Linked DNA regions of Gossypium hirsutum: region 2 is linked to region 1. Evidence: chromatin contacts called from public Hi-C data. All regions are on one chromosome and are shown on one strand. Each heading gives the region's core, a stretch centred on a gene start, on an enhancer-like site or on the middle of the called end of the contact. The rest is flanking DNA. Distances are from core to core; before and after follow the strand shown. Region 1 holds the start of LOC107962495. Region 2 has its middle 8.3 kb from the start of LOC121230375.

Region 1 (6,960 bases), core at 2,320-4,819:
TTGATTTTGATGTTTTGAAATTTAAAATTTCAATATTGAAAAAAAAATTGAGCTTTCGGCAAGGGATAAACAAGTACAACTTGACAATTTTTAAAGGGTTCGGTGACTAAAATAAAAGTATCCTAAAAGTTGATTATTTTTTGCCGATATCATTTTTGATTGGTTAGATTTGCTGTATAACCAAAAGAATGCATTTAAAGACTAAATTAATAGAATTTACAAATGTAGAAGATTAAATTTGTTGAATTATTTAGAATTAAGACTAAAATGATAAAACTTATAAATATTGAAGACCAAAAGTGTAATTGTACCAATTTAAAAAATCACATCATCATTTTCTCTCTGTTAGTCAAGAAATTAAGTTTCTGCAGTTAGATCACAATCAAAATCACGTTCATAGTTGGGTGATTAATTTCATTTTTATGGTTGGAGTTTAATGCTCGAAATAATGGTGGAACTCTTTGAGCTCGCTTTCAAGCTCTTTATCATATCTATCTGAACCTCTGCCAAAAAACCCAAATCAACTTACCAAATTCAACACAAACTGCCACCTTCTTATTCAACTGTAATGGTTCATTGACAAAGAGCATAAACAAAAAGGAAGATCATAGAGAAAACCCACCAACCCAGAACAGCAATCGATTTTCGTCTTGTTTACAGCCAAGAAAAGTTTGAAGGGCAGCTTGAAAGCAACACTCAAAGATACTGAATGTAAATGACCTTCCTAAGATTTTAGGAATGCGAGTCTGATCCCGTCTCGGAAAATGATGAATCATCGGCTGTGGAATTCTGGGCTTCTAATAGCTTCATCTGGCGTTCTGCATGCTCCCTTTCGCAAGCACTGATTCCCATAATGATATCGAGCATTGTACCAGTTGTGCCAAAGAACACAAGGGGTGCTAAAGATTTCCGCTTTATCCCCACCGGAATTGCTAGCAAAGCCCCTGCTACTGAAAACACCCATGTCCCCAATGCACTGCAGATATTCCACAACAGTTACACTCGTCACAATACATCTAATGTAATGGCAAACATATAGCCAAAGGAAATAAATCTGAAGATCAAGCCACCTTGCTGAGAAGATTGAGATTCACTTCATGAAGGGAAATAGATGATGAAACTCGATGTACTGGATTGTAGTATGTTCATTGTTCATCCGGACACATATTACAGGTTAAATACTATATACAGAAAAATCCAAAATGGTTGGCGAGTGGATCGGTTTAAAAAGGGCTGCAACCGGAATTCAATATACATATCGCTATCTTTACACAGGTGCATGCAATCATACATCATCAGCAATGGTTCAATTCAATGAGTTGCAAATTACTCCAAAACACCATAAGCTGTCATAGTGAATTCAATAAATATATTGCTTTCTTTACGCAGGTGCTTAATTGGGCTCTTGTAAAAGTTGCAGAACCTAAAGATCTTGTTGTTCATGTTTCCCATAGTTCAGCTAAATGCATTTCATTACTTTCCAGAGAATTTCAAGGGTTGTAAAAGGTTTCTTAATAACAGTTTTTGTGCCCTAATTTGAAATCTCATTGTACATTATGCTTTAGAAGAAAAGTTGTAATTTAGAATCTTATTTAGAAGCATATGAAGGCCTACGTTCAGTAAAGAAGGTTGGTTCATTATACTTCAGGTTTGAGGGTTTGATCTGATCACTAGACTTAAGAGTCCAGCACATGATCGATTAGAATCGGATTTTTGATGCTCAGGTTTCAGGTTGATCATGAATGCCAGATTTGCAAAGGTAGATTGACACAAAAAGTATTGAATAGAGAAGCAAAGAACTATATTGCTGTAACTCTAGTGGTGGGCACAAGCAAGCATGGTGTTCTTGGGTAAGGAGCAGTTGAAAGACAATCATTTTTGGTTATTCAAAGGCATGAGCTCAAGTCAGACCATGCGCAAACTCTTTAGTTTGTCATGTTTTTGCCTGTTCAGGCACTCCTCATATTGTGAACCTGTCAAGGCTCTCCGTAGAATAGAAAGACAAAACCCCCGACCGGGAATCAGCAGTTAGCATATTGCACATCCTTGCTCTTGAATCTTGCTAAAACCAGGGTTAGAGCCATTGATAGAGAGGTTCACATAAATCCCAATTTCTTGGCCAGTGCAACTCTAAACTAGTCAAATTCTTTATTGAAGACAATTCAAACCAAACTATAAGTAAATAACAAGAATCATTTTATACTATAGAAGCACAAATTGATACCCTAAACCTAACAAGGTTGAATAGATTAACAAGAATGTAAAATTTAGAGGAACAATCAAAGGAGAGAACTAACTTGGAAACTGAGCATTCTTCAAGCTGCTTAACTTCTTGCCCACCCATTTCCTTCTTTCCTAACTATTTGATTTTGACACACGTAAAGCCCCCCAAAAAATGAACTTTATATCAGCTAAAACGAAAGCCCTAAAACCTGAGAAACCAGCAACTCCCGATTATGTAAAAGAAAATTACTTAAAAACAATATTAACCCATCAAAGTATGAATGATTTGAAGCCAACCTGAAATTTGAGAAAGGGCTGATAAGAGGACTACTTTGTTTTCTCTTGTTGCCAACAAACAAAGAGAAAGACGGGTTCTTTTTTTTTTTTTTTTCCAGGTATTTTTGAGGTGAAATTTTAACGGGCCTCTAATGGGCCAAAAGTTCATTTCTTTATCATCAATGTCCATTGCCCGATACAGTAGGTTATTCCAAGGATAAGCCTGCGTGCTCGTTTAAAGGTGTTCTTTTTTTTTGGGTTTCGATCTTTCTCTGGCCGTACCAAATAAGAAACTTTCTGACCTAGTGATGATATGAATGTTTGATTTTAGTCATCAATCATCACCAGCGCCGTCTGATTTGAATACACAAACATATATATATGAAAATCATGCATCACGAGGAAAATAAAAAAAATGAACGGGGAACAAAGAAAATTTATTCACGTTTGTTTAGATTTTTTTTGGATGTGGTACAAAGAAAAGGAAAGTAAATCATGATCAAGCCTGGAGCAAATGTACATTCAGTACAAGATAACATATGTAAAACATACATAACATAAAGTCTGATACAAACCGTATAGACGGAAAAAGTCAAGACCCAAAGGCCAACAAACCAAATCCTGTAGCATACTCCACATGAAACAAGCCGTCATTGTCTATTCAAAGAAAGCAAAGGCAGAAACCCTCACTGGTATACGTTTGTGTTTAACCATCAGGGTGGAGTAGCTGCCATGATGCGTAGAGCCTCATTATGCCCTAGCCTCCATTATAATGGACTCGTTCTGCTAGCCTATTCCACTAAACGTGGGCAACTCCAGAAAACCACCACCGAAGGTGGAGCCAAAAACGAGTACAACGACTTGAGAGACCCCCCATACAGAGGGAGCCACCAGAAATGCCCAAAGCCATCGTTATTACTACAGAAACGCTAGAAAAACTTGAGGAAAACGGAAAAAGAAAGGTGGGCTTACAGAAGAGAGGATGAGATGTGAGGTTTGTTTTAGGCAAGGTTAGCAACGGTCAACCAAACAGGGACCACGCCGGAAGCAACCAAGGAAGGCGAAAAGGTCACGTTGTTTAGATTGAGTGGGGAAGAATTTATATGGGAAAATTTTACTTACACACGTGTAAAATTACATTCATTTGTATTATTTTATACTATTATTATTTTTAATGATGTAATGGTCATATTTTATTCATATAAATTATTTAACATAAAATAAAAAATTTTAATTATTTAAAAATTTTAAAAAAAAATTTATTACCGAATTAATCGAATTAACTTGAATTTTTTAAAATTTTAAATTTAAATTAAATTAAATTTTTAAATTCAAATAATTTAAATAAATCAAATACAAACTATATAATTTAAAATTTTAAATTATATTCCCCACTCCCCAATCCCCAAGCCCAAATCCTTTTACAATGCTCATTTCCCTCAAATCCCAAACCCACCCTATTCCCACCCCCCAACCCCCCCCCCAAAAAAAAAAGCCCGTATGTCATTTTCCCAATTTCCCAAAGCTTGGCCAGCTCCACCATCCCAATTTCCCCAAAAGTCAAAGATTTTATTGTCCATTTTCTTCTCCAATTCAAACTTGAAACTCCCAATTCTCAAATACCAAATTTTTTTCTTAAAAAAAAAACCCTAAATTAATTTCCAAATCAATTCTTTTCTTCTTCTTAAAAAAACCCTTAAATTAAATCATTCATTCTTCTTCTTCTTCTTGGTTAGTTCATTCAAACCCCTCAAATTAAAATCCCTATAATGATGAATTCAGGAAGAAATTTTTAAAGAAAAATATATTTTTTAAATTGTATGAAAATAAACTACACCAATGTCATTTCTTAAATTTAACTCGAATAAATATATTCGATTCGATTCAAATTCCATCTCACTCGACTCAATTCATAAAAATTTTAAATCGAGTTAGGACGATGAAATAGGATTCAAAAACTCAATTAACTCGAAATTTTTTCATTCGATTCGATATTCGATTCGATTCGACCAAATGCTCACTCCTAATTTATTTTATATAAAAAAAAACTTTCATCTATAATAAATATATTTTTATACAATATAAGTTCAAACTCATACACGCACATATTTTACTAACACAGTAAATCTACAAATTAAACATTGGTTTCGGACATGAATGGACACAATTCAATCAATAAGTCTGCTTTGCTCAAAATATTAAACTAATTCAAAAATTTATATACGTAACAAGTACAGTTATGCCAACATATTTAAGGATTCAATTATAAAAATATTAATGAATTATAAAGTAATGTAAATGTATCCCTATATAAATTATATAACTTAAATGTTAAACAAGTGCCGCACCTACACAAATGAATGTAAACAAACCTAAAAAATTATAGGGTGGTCCAATATACTTTACCACGCACATAAAAAAATAAAATAAAAAAGTATGAAGTAATTAATTAATTGAAAATTTATCCTTTTAATGGCTTTTATAAATTATAATGCTTTGACAGCTTAGCTTATATCTCTTCTACAAACCAGCTCATTTGGCAAAAGAAAAAGGAGTATAAAATAATATCAATCAACATCTGATTTTTGTAGGGAATTCTCTACTCTCGTAAATTAATCTTGTTTATATGTAAAAGATTTTATGAAAAATATTTTTTATATTTTTCTGTATTTATTTTATAGAAAATAATTTGGTCAACGGAAAATGACTTAGTTAAGTTAAAATAAGCCCTTTTTCCTGTAAAATGATTTACCCTTTTGAAAAGCGTAAGTTTATTTTTATATAAAAATTAACTTAAATCAAACTTAATATTATTATATTAATAATAAATTTTATTTTTAATTTTAAAAATATTTAAAAATATTATATTTTTAATATTATTAAACATACATATTTAATTACTTATATCTAGTCATATAATAAATTATTAATATAATAAATATAATTATTTTGATATTTCAATTTTATTTTAATAATAAATTTTAAAAATAATAATTTTAAATAATATTATTCACATATTATTGAAAATATTCAATATTAATATTTCAAATTTAAAAATCAAGTCCAATTGTTGACATTGTTAATTTTTTTTGTCAATTTTGTTGATGTTACATTTTTAAATAAAAAATACTCACTTAGTAGTCATGTAATTAAAAAATGACGTTGTAATGAATCTGAATTTAACATAATATTTTTAATATATGAAAAAACAATATAAAATATAAAATTATAGATAAAAATAAATTCAATTAAACAATAAAAAATAATAAAATCTCAAATGTATATTTATTCAATTAAAAACGGAGCCTTATTATAGATTCTAATTATATTTGTCATTTTTGGCATAATGTTTAGACCTACCTATAGTCTTTCTTAACTCATAAATAGAAGGATAATACATTTCAATGCACTTGAACCCACGTCCTTTTATATTAATAATAATGCTCACACCAATCAAGCTAAAACTCGATCTAAAAGAATTTGTTTCTCACCGACCACAAAATCATTCATCATCAAACCCTCACTTTATTTACACCCAAATTTCTTTTTTTTGACTGAAAAAGTCAATAAAGAAGCTTGGATTAGGTGACTAAACCAGTTCACAGCTTCAATAATTACTACCTTATATATTCTCTATGTTTCATGCATAAATTGTTTCTTTTTTTTTACTGTGCTTTTTATAAGAAATGTGAAAATAGTTTTTTAGGGTAGGAAGGTATTTTGGTAATCAAAAATAGAAATAGAAATTAATTTAATCCTGAATTTATAAATTAATATATCATAAAATTGCGTTTTGGTCTTTTAAAGAATAAAAAAAATTTGTTTAATTCCTTTAAAAATAATATATAATAAAAATTATATTTTTATATTTCAAAAATTTATATTTTAATTTTAATTTTTATAAAAATTAAATTCAATGCTTATTTTTTCTTTTAAAAAACGAGCTTTAATAGGAAGAGAATGACAAATAAAGGAAGGAGAGGTAGTGGGTGCTAACCCTAAACCTCTCACATCAGCTAAATGGGAGTGCTAACCCTAAACCTCTCACATCAGCTAAATGGGAGTGCTAACCCTAAACCTCTCACATCAGCTAAATGGGACTTTCTTAGGATTCAAAACAACTCTTTGCGTGCCTTTTTCAGATGTGTTGTGTGTCATTTAAATCCCCAACCAAATTGCCAAAAACAAAATATGGGTATGCAAATAAAACAAATAAAAAGTCAATTTAAGGTGCCTCTTTGTGTTTGTGCCTAATAATTATGGTTTGGATTTAAGCTCTTTCGCTTTTGCTTTTTGAAAATGAGATATAGGGTTAGTTTAGTAATATTTTTAAGAAGCATTTTTTATATAAATGTATTTTTAAACAAGACGTTTTTAAGAAAAAAATTGTTTTTCAAATGTTAAAAATTGGTCAAATGCAGAAGCAAAAAATTTGAGCTCTTCTCAGAAACGTTTTTTTCC
Region 2 (6,960 bases), core at 1,618-4,117, 52 kb after region 1:
AAAATTATAGTTGAAAACATTTACGATGTACCATGTCACAAAATTCTGAACACTTTAAGGCTAAAATTTCCATTTTACCCTAAAAACTCCTAGACCCTATTTCGGGGTGTTACAAGGGACAAATTCTATCTTGATCAATCATATCCCACTACATAGATTATGGCATACCCAACATTAGTCTTTATAGTATAACCTGTTATGGTAGACGTTTGATTATGTCAAAATATACAACTCACTATGTTGGGATAATGATGATCTCAAGTCCGAGGATAATATACATAGTTATCACTATGAGCAATGTTGTGACTATTATATAGTAATCTTAGAACCATACTCATAGCGAGTCAATCCAGTATGTTGGTTTTTAACACATACTCATGTATCGATTTTGACATCCATATGTCAATGACAACACTTTGTCATCAATCAACTACACATTAGTCTCAATGCATTGTCATTGTCCAAGCCCACAATAATACTTAACTAAGGACCTTTATAAGAATAATCATATTATTATCAGGACTTTATTATTAACCAGTTTATTTATATACACAGAAAAAGAAGCTGAAATAACAATGGTAATGCCTTATATTAACAAACAAGGTAAAACGAGTATGTGATTATAATCATCTCTATAGTAATCACTGAAAGAGAAGTTTTGACCGCTAGATGAAAACGTAGGATTGAAACAGGGACTTTTTCTAATAGACATTCTAACTAACTAGACTAGAGAGACACTATTGGACTTAAAAATTTACTTGGGGAATTTTATCAAACAGTGCCATATCAAACAGTGCAGTCTTAATCTCTTCATTTAAAATTGCTTTTCCCAAGAAAAGTTCATTATTAAGATCAAGTTTAAGAAAAGAATCAGAAAGCAAAAAAGTTATGCTATCCGATAATTCAATATACAACTTCTGGAAGAACTTAATTGCCTCAGCCTGGAGATCCTTATCTTCAAACAACCAATCACCAGTATCATTCTTTAAGGCTGAGATCATGTTGTGCTTCTTTCTCTGAATCGTACGGGAATGAAAGAACTTAGTATTTTCCCTAAAATGCAGCCAGTCACATCTTGCTTTCTGCTTCCAAAGTAGCTCTTCATGGTGAAACACATCTTCCAAATCCTCCTAAAGCTGTAATTATAAAAGACTTAAGTAAGCAGAATCTGATTATTCTAAGGCCCTTTGGATACTCGCCAATTTTTGCATCAATTTCGTTTTACAGACCTCTAAACGATCATAAACTAAATAATTCCAGTCTTTAATATTGTAGGTAAAATGATACAGAGATTCAACTATGTTCCTCTGGAAGCACCACTTTTCCTTAACAAAAATCGAGAAATTAAGATCTCCACCCGACCTGCCAAAAATCTAAAGGGGCGTCCTTTTGGAAAATTAAGAGAAAGAAGCAACGTCCTATGATTTGACTTTATCCTTAGGAGATGGGTAAAAGAACAGTAGACAAACAATATTTTAATAACACTGTTGAAACTTTTAGAGAAGACAATCGATATTCTATATACTCAATTATTTTTGAGATTTAATTAATTTATCCATGTTAGCAATCTCTATTTAATCTACATTATATAAATAACTATTAGTTGATAGATATAATAAAAGTACCAATAATCAAATAATAATAAAAGTCAAACATATTAATTAAAATGGAAGTCAAACATTTTTTGATGATTGAAGCAAAACAACTAAAAATTGATTTTTCGGATATTTTCTTTAATGCTATTTGAATGAAAATGCACAATTATTTGGTGTTAATGTATTTATTTATAGTGCTAAATCTTCATTTTAATTAGTATATAACTATAACATCTATTGATTGATATTTAATCTAAAATAATAAGTGTAAATGAATATAAATACAAAATTTATTTCAATATTATTATGAATTTATCTAATAAATATATTTTTAATTAATATTATTTTTGTTAATATACTAAAATATTATTGTCTAATATCAATTTAATAATATAATGGACAATAAAATATGTTTTACCGATTCAAAAGTTTCTTCACAACTTATACATACATAGACTACAAATTGTAGTAACTTTTAATAATATTATTTTCATTTTGATTGGGATGGTGTGACTTATAATTAGGTCTCAGCTCAGTTGTTATATAATAAAAAAGCATTTATTTTAATAAAGCAATAAATATTAATTCAAGGGTATTTATTTTATTTTATATTAAATCTAAAAAGAATACTTCCCAAAACAAAAATATATACTGTGGTTTGAGGAGCCAGTATCTTCCGTGATTAATTTATTGTTAGCTAATTGTAAGGTTTTTATGCAGATTTAATTTGAGTGTTTGATGTAATGGTTTTTTGCTGTTCTTCTCTATCTCTTACAATTTTTTCAAATTTTTTATTACCATGCAAAGCAAATCGAAAACAATTACGGATATGAGAATGGAAGACAGGCATATGAAGCATGTCCATTTTAAGCAGCAATTTTGTAATGGGTGATTCGGATTTCATTTTCAAGTCAACTGGGTGGACGAGTCTTGTTCCTCAGCCTCCATTTCTGGTACTCGCAGTATAGAAAACCTAATGTGTTTAGTGAACCGTGGCAATGTTTCGACCCATTTATTATAAATTTTACAATTTTTTTAACATTTTTGGGTCATAATATTATTATTTATTTCAATTATCGACTGTAAAATGGAATTAAATCCGTTTAATTAGATACAGAAAATTTCGAACCACATCAAGACATTTAAGTGTTTGACACGATTGCTAGGTCGGACCAAACCAAAGCCCTCAACTTGGCTCAACAAGGATGGGCTTAGAAGCCTGTTTTAGGACCCACATAATCACCATGAGGCCGTTTCTTGGGCACCTAGGCCCACTATTTTGGGCATGAAGTCCATTCCAAAATAAGAACCATATTCCGCCTCTCATAAGAGTTCAAGTATATCTAACCATGGGCCAGGTCACTGGCTCAATTCTGAAAATTCATCCCAAAAGTGAGAGAGTTTGGACAAAAATATAGTCTCAAAAATAGGTTTGGACAAAGAATAATGCCCGTTTTCTAAATGGGTCGAGCGTCGGGTAAGATTTTTTTGGTTCAAGCCCGACCTGAATTTCCCTAATTTATTTTTCACTATTGTTTTGCTGCCATTTTGATATTGTTTTGCTACTATTTTGCTATTATATTCCTACTATTTTATTGTTTGAATATTGTACAACTCTTGTTTTATTATTAATTTTACTACTATTTTTAGATGCTTTTCCTTGCTAATTTGCAACTATCTTAGTGTTATTTAAGTACAAAAACTTTTTTTAATGCATTTTCAATTTATTAGGAAATTTTTATTTTAATGTTTTTAGTGTATTTGATGAATTATATTTTTAAAATATTTTTATATAAAAAATAATATAATTTTTTAATACAATCGGGTCAAACTTGGGTTTAACATTTTTATTTGATCCGAGCTTATACAAAAATTTAAACCTATTTATTCAAGTCATGCCGAATCTAAACCTAAAATTTTACATTAGCCCGACTTCATAATATAGTCTAGGTGCAAGTTAAGGTTGCAAGTCAACACTACTTACACCCTCTTACAATAACTAAGGTGTGTACTTGCACACACAATTGAAACCATTTACTATATTTAAGGGTAATAAATTATCAGATTTTACAAACATGACGAGAGATATTCAATAATTTGCTACTCACAATATATTACAATTTATGCATAAATAAAGTAAGAAAGAAAAATACTAAGTGAAAACATCCCAGTCCCAGTCACATTCCAACTATGTAGCATCAATTACTTCTTTCCATTGGCATAATAGCATGCTTACTAAACAAATACAATCAATTAAGTTCTCATTTTTATTGGTTTCTAACTATAGCTAAAGTTCTCTGATCAACTAAATAAATTATTTCTTCAACGTTTAAAGAATAGGAATAACAAAATCTCTCTTTCCTCCACAGTTCTTAAATAATTAAATTTGGTCGTAGTGGGTGGATCTATAATGACACAAAAAAAGAAAAAGAAAAGAGAAACACAATATATATATAAAAACTACTTTGAACTTGAATTACTACTTATTAATAAGTATTCATTTTTTTAAGAGTAATTTAAGTTCGAATCACAGTTCTTACAAACCAAACTAAAATAAAAACATCCCAAGAAATAATGTCCAAAATAAAAAGAAAATATAATAGTTCAAAAACATTAAAAAGATGTTCAAACACTAAGGGACTCTACTGCTCATTTTCTTATTCTCCTTCATTTCTTGGTTCAGGAGATGGAACTCCTATTGGGCCTTGAACCATCCTTTGATATGGTGGTAGCAATGAACTGGGCATGATTGAGGGCTTTCCACAAATATGTTTTATATCAATGTTTGCATTCTCCATTAGAAACCTCAATGTGTGCACTAAAAGCCGGTTCCATAAATAGATCATGTGATAACTGTGGATTTGTATACTGGGCAACAGAAGGTTTTATCATGCTTTGTGAAGTCTGAGAAGCTAATCCCATTATCCTAGATGAAGTTCCTTCAATCTTTCAACAACATATGTAGAAATGGTCTCAAATTTTTTGCATCCATGGTGGCCATTCGTTTTATGTTGATATTGACTTGCTAAAGAGGACATTTTCAATTTTCATGCATTTAATGAATTTCGATAGCAATAATATTGTGATTTTTTTTAAAAAGAGTATTTTAAATTAAGCATATATCTAGTTAATGAGTTATTTATAAAAACCCGTAAAATTAATTTCATTTGTTTTGCTCCATTTGTTGAAGTGAGTATAGTATACATAACAATTTTAAAAGTAAAAAATATAAATGTCTCTATCGTGGTCATAGTTGTAGCTAGTGGTTGGGATATAGTTGGGACATAATAAGTAGCCGTGTGATTATTATAGTAATAATACTTCTAACTACCAGAAAAAGAATATAGGTGAAAGACAATAAAAGGGTAATCAAGATTTATGTCCATCCATCATCTTACACAAAAATGATTTCAAAGAAATTCTGTATGAATAAAACACATCTATTAAACACTTCGATAGTTGTAAGATCATTATATGTGAATAAAAATCTCCTTCAATCTTACGAAAATGTTGAAGTACTCTAAGAATATGAGATAGCATATCTTAATGTTGTAGGAAACTAATGTATTCTACAAATAATACATGACATGATGTAACATTTGCTATATAAGTATATTAAAAAGATGTAGCTCTCATGCAACATGAAAAAATTATAGTGGAATAAAACATATATTTAGATATTTTAGAGGCAGTAACTGTTTTCAATTAACCCAATAAGTTAATTGAAAGGTGAAGCATATAAGAGCATAATGAAACGTATGATATATGTATATATATGTTCTATAAGGAAGAATTATCCTCCCAATTATGTCTTATATTTTTCTCCTCCCTCTTCTTCTTGGTATACTTTCTATGCAGACCAGGCTTATGTTCCTAGTTGCTACGAAGACTGAAGTTCTCATCTTCAATTTTTAGAACATGGGGGATTATTGCTTCAATCTCAAGACTATAAACCTGGCAATGGGCATGCATCGGTAAAGTCTCAAACACCAAACTTATTGGCCTTTAGGTACCCAAAAAGACTTTTGGGCCTTCACAAACAGTTATATATATAGTTCAACAAGTAGCAAATCAAAGCTTAATCAATTATTAAACTATCACAATCTTCTTTCAGCATTTAATATTTATTTCGTTTAATATAACATTTGGTATCTAAATTTGATACTTTTTCCTTAATTTATTATCTAATTTTTTTTTTGGGTCTAATTTGATACCTAAACTTGACACTTTTTTCTAATTTCACACCGAAACTTGACACTTTTTCTTAACTTGGTGCTTAATCTTTTAGGGGTCCAATTTGGTACCTGAACTTGATTCCTTTTTCTAACTTGATACTTAATCTTTCTTTTTTGTTCGATTTGGTATTTGAACTTGTCGAATGTTTTACAAATTACTCCAATATACTAACAATATTATTTTTTATGAGGTAGCAAAAATAATCAATATATGACCGACATGTGACAGATAATATGTTTTTTTTATTTTATATGTTCAATTAATTTTAATTTTATTTATTTAATTAATTGTTTTATTAATTGAAAATATTGAATTTCTTTTGATTTGGATTTTTAAAACTCATTTTTTCTTATTTAATATTAATTCGTTAAGCATACTATTTTTTAAACATGAATTTTCTCTAATACTGACAATATTTTTGTAGCATAACAAATTTTTTTAACGCAATTAGTGTTTTGCATAATTTGTATAGCATTTAATAAATTTAGGTATCAAATTAAACCTAAAAAAAAGTTTAGATATCAAATTAGGAAAAAAAATGCTAAGTCTAGGTACCAAATTGGGCCAAAAATATTAAGTTCAAATACTAAATATTATATTAAACCTATTTATTTTTATAAAAAAAATTAAACAAGCTCGATAATCGGTATCTTAATTGGTATCTTCAAAGGAGGTGATATATGCCTTTAAGCTAGGTATAATCCGACAATTTTATAAGAGATATCTTAACACAAACGTAATTGGAAAATAAATGAGATATACAATATTTTCTTGACAAGTAAAAAGCTTTCATGACCTCTATTATCAACAAGTATTGGGTACAATAGTAAGATACATTACGTTTTTAAGGAGAAAATGTGAGTTCGAACTTTAAAGATAACAATAAAAAAGAGTAGCTATGAACACTAAATATAAACGATAAAATGGACATGAAATGATGATAATGATTTAGAAGTATAGAAGAGAGTAATGATATCTTCCATCATATTAAAATACTTTTTACACAAGCTTAGACATGATCGTGTGTCCCTATTTTGATTGTTACACGGCCTGAGACACGGGCGTATGTCTCAACCTTATGAGTTACACGGCCATGTGACCCCTACAGTCCAATTTTTCTGACTTTTTC

The links. A called contact is a pair of places that touch in the nucleus more often than the background predicts.
Region 2: a Hi-C map of leaf shows a contact between it and region 1, with 2.3 times the contacts expected there. The contact joins the enhancer-like site here to the promoter of LOC107962495 in region 1. A contact is called at or near these places in 11 of 34 Hi-C or Micro-C datasets (callus, fibers, hypocotyl and 2 more).

What each region holds. Positions count from the first base shown.
Region 1 is chrA06:6,879,421-6,886,380 of Gossypium_hirsutum_v2.1, forward strand. LOC107962495 reads right to left here and starts at 3,570. Exons shown (of 3, transcript XM_016898906.2): 1 at 2,521-3,570; 2 at 2,298-2,432; 3 at 534-976. The coding sequence starts at 2,344. The coding sequence ends at 733.
Region 2 is chrA06:6,932,509-6,939,468 of Gossypium_hirsutum_v2.1, forward strand. No RefSeq gene overlaps it. Among protein-coding and RNA genes, the nearest start is that of LOC121230375, 8.3 kb to the left of the region's middle. Within about 2 kb of position 2,868, at least 6 of the 9 cell types and tissues checked have an H3K27ac peak or open chromatin away from gene starts, as enhancers often do. A contact at or near this core is called in fibers, hypocotyl and leaf, where this site is marked.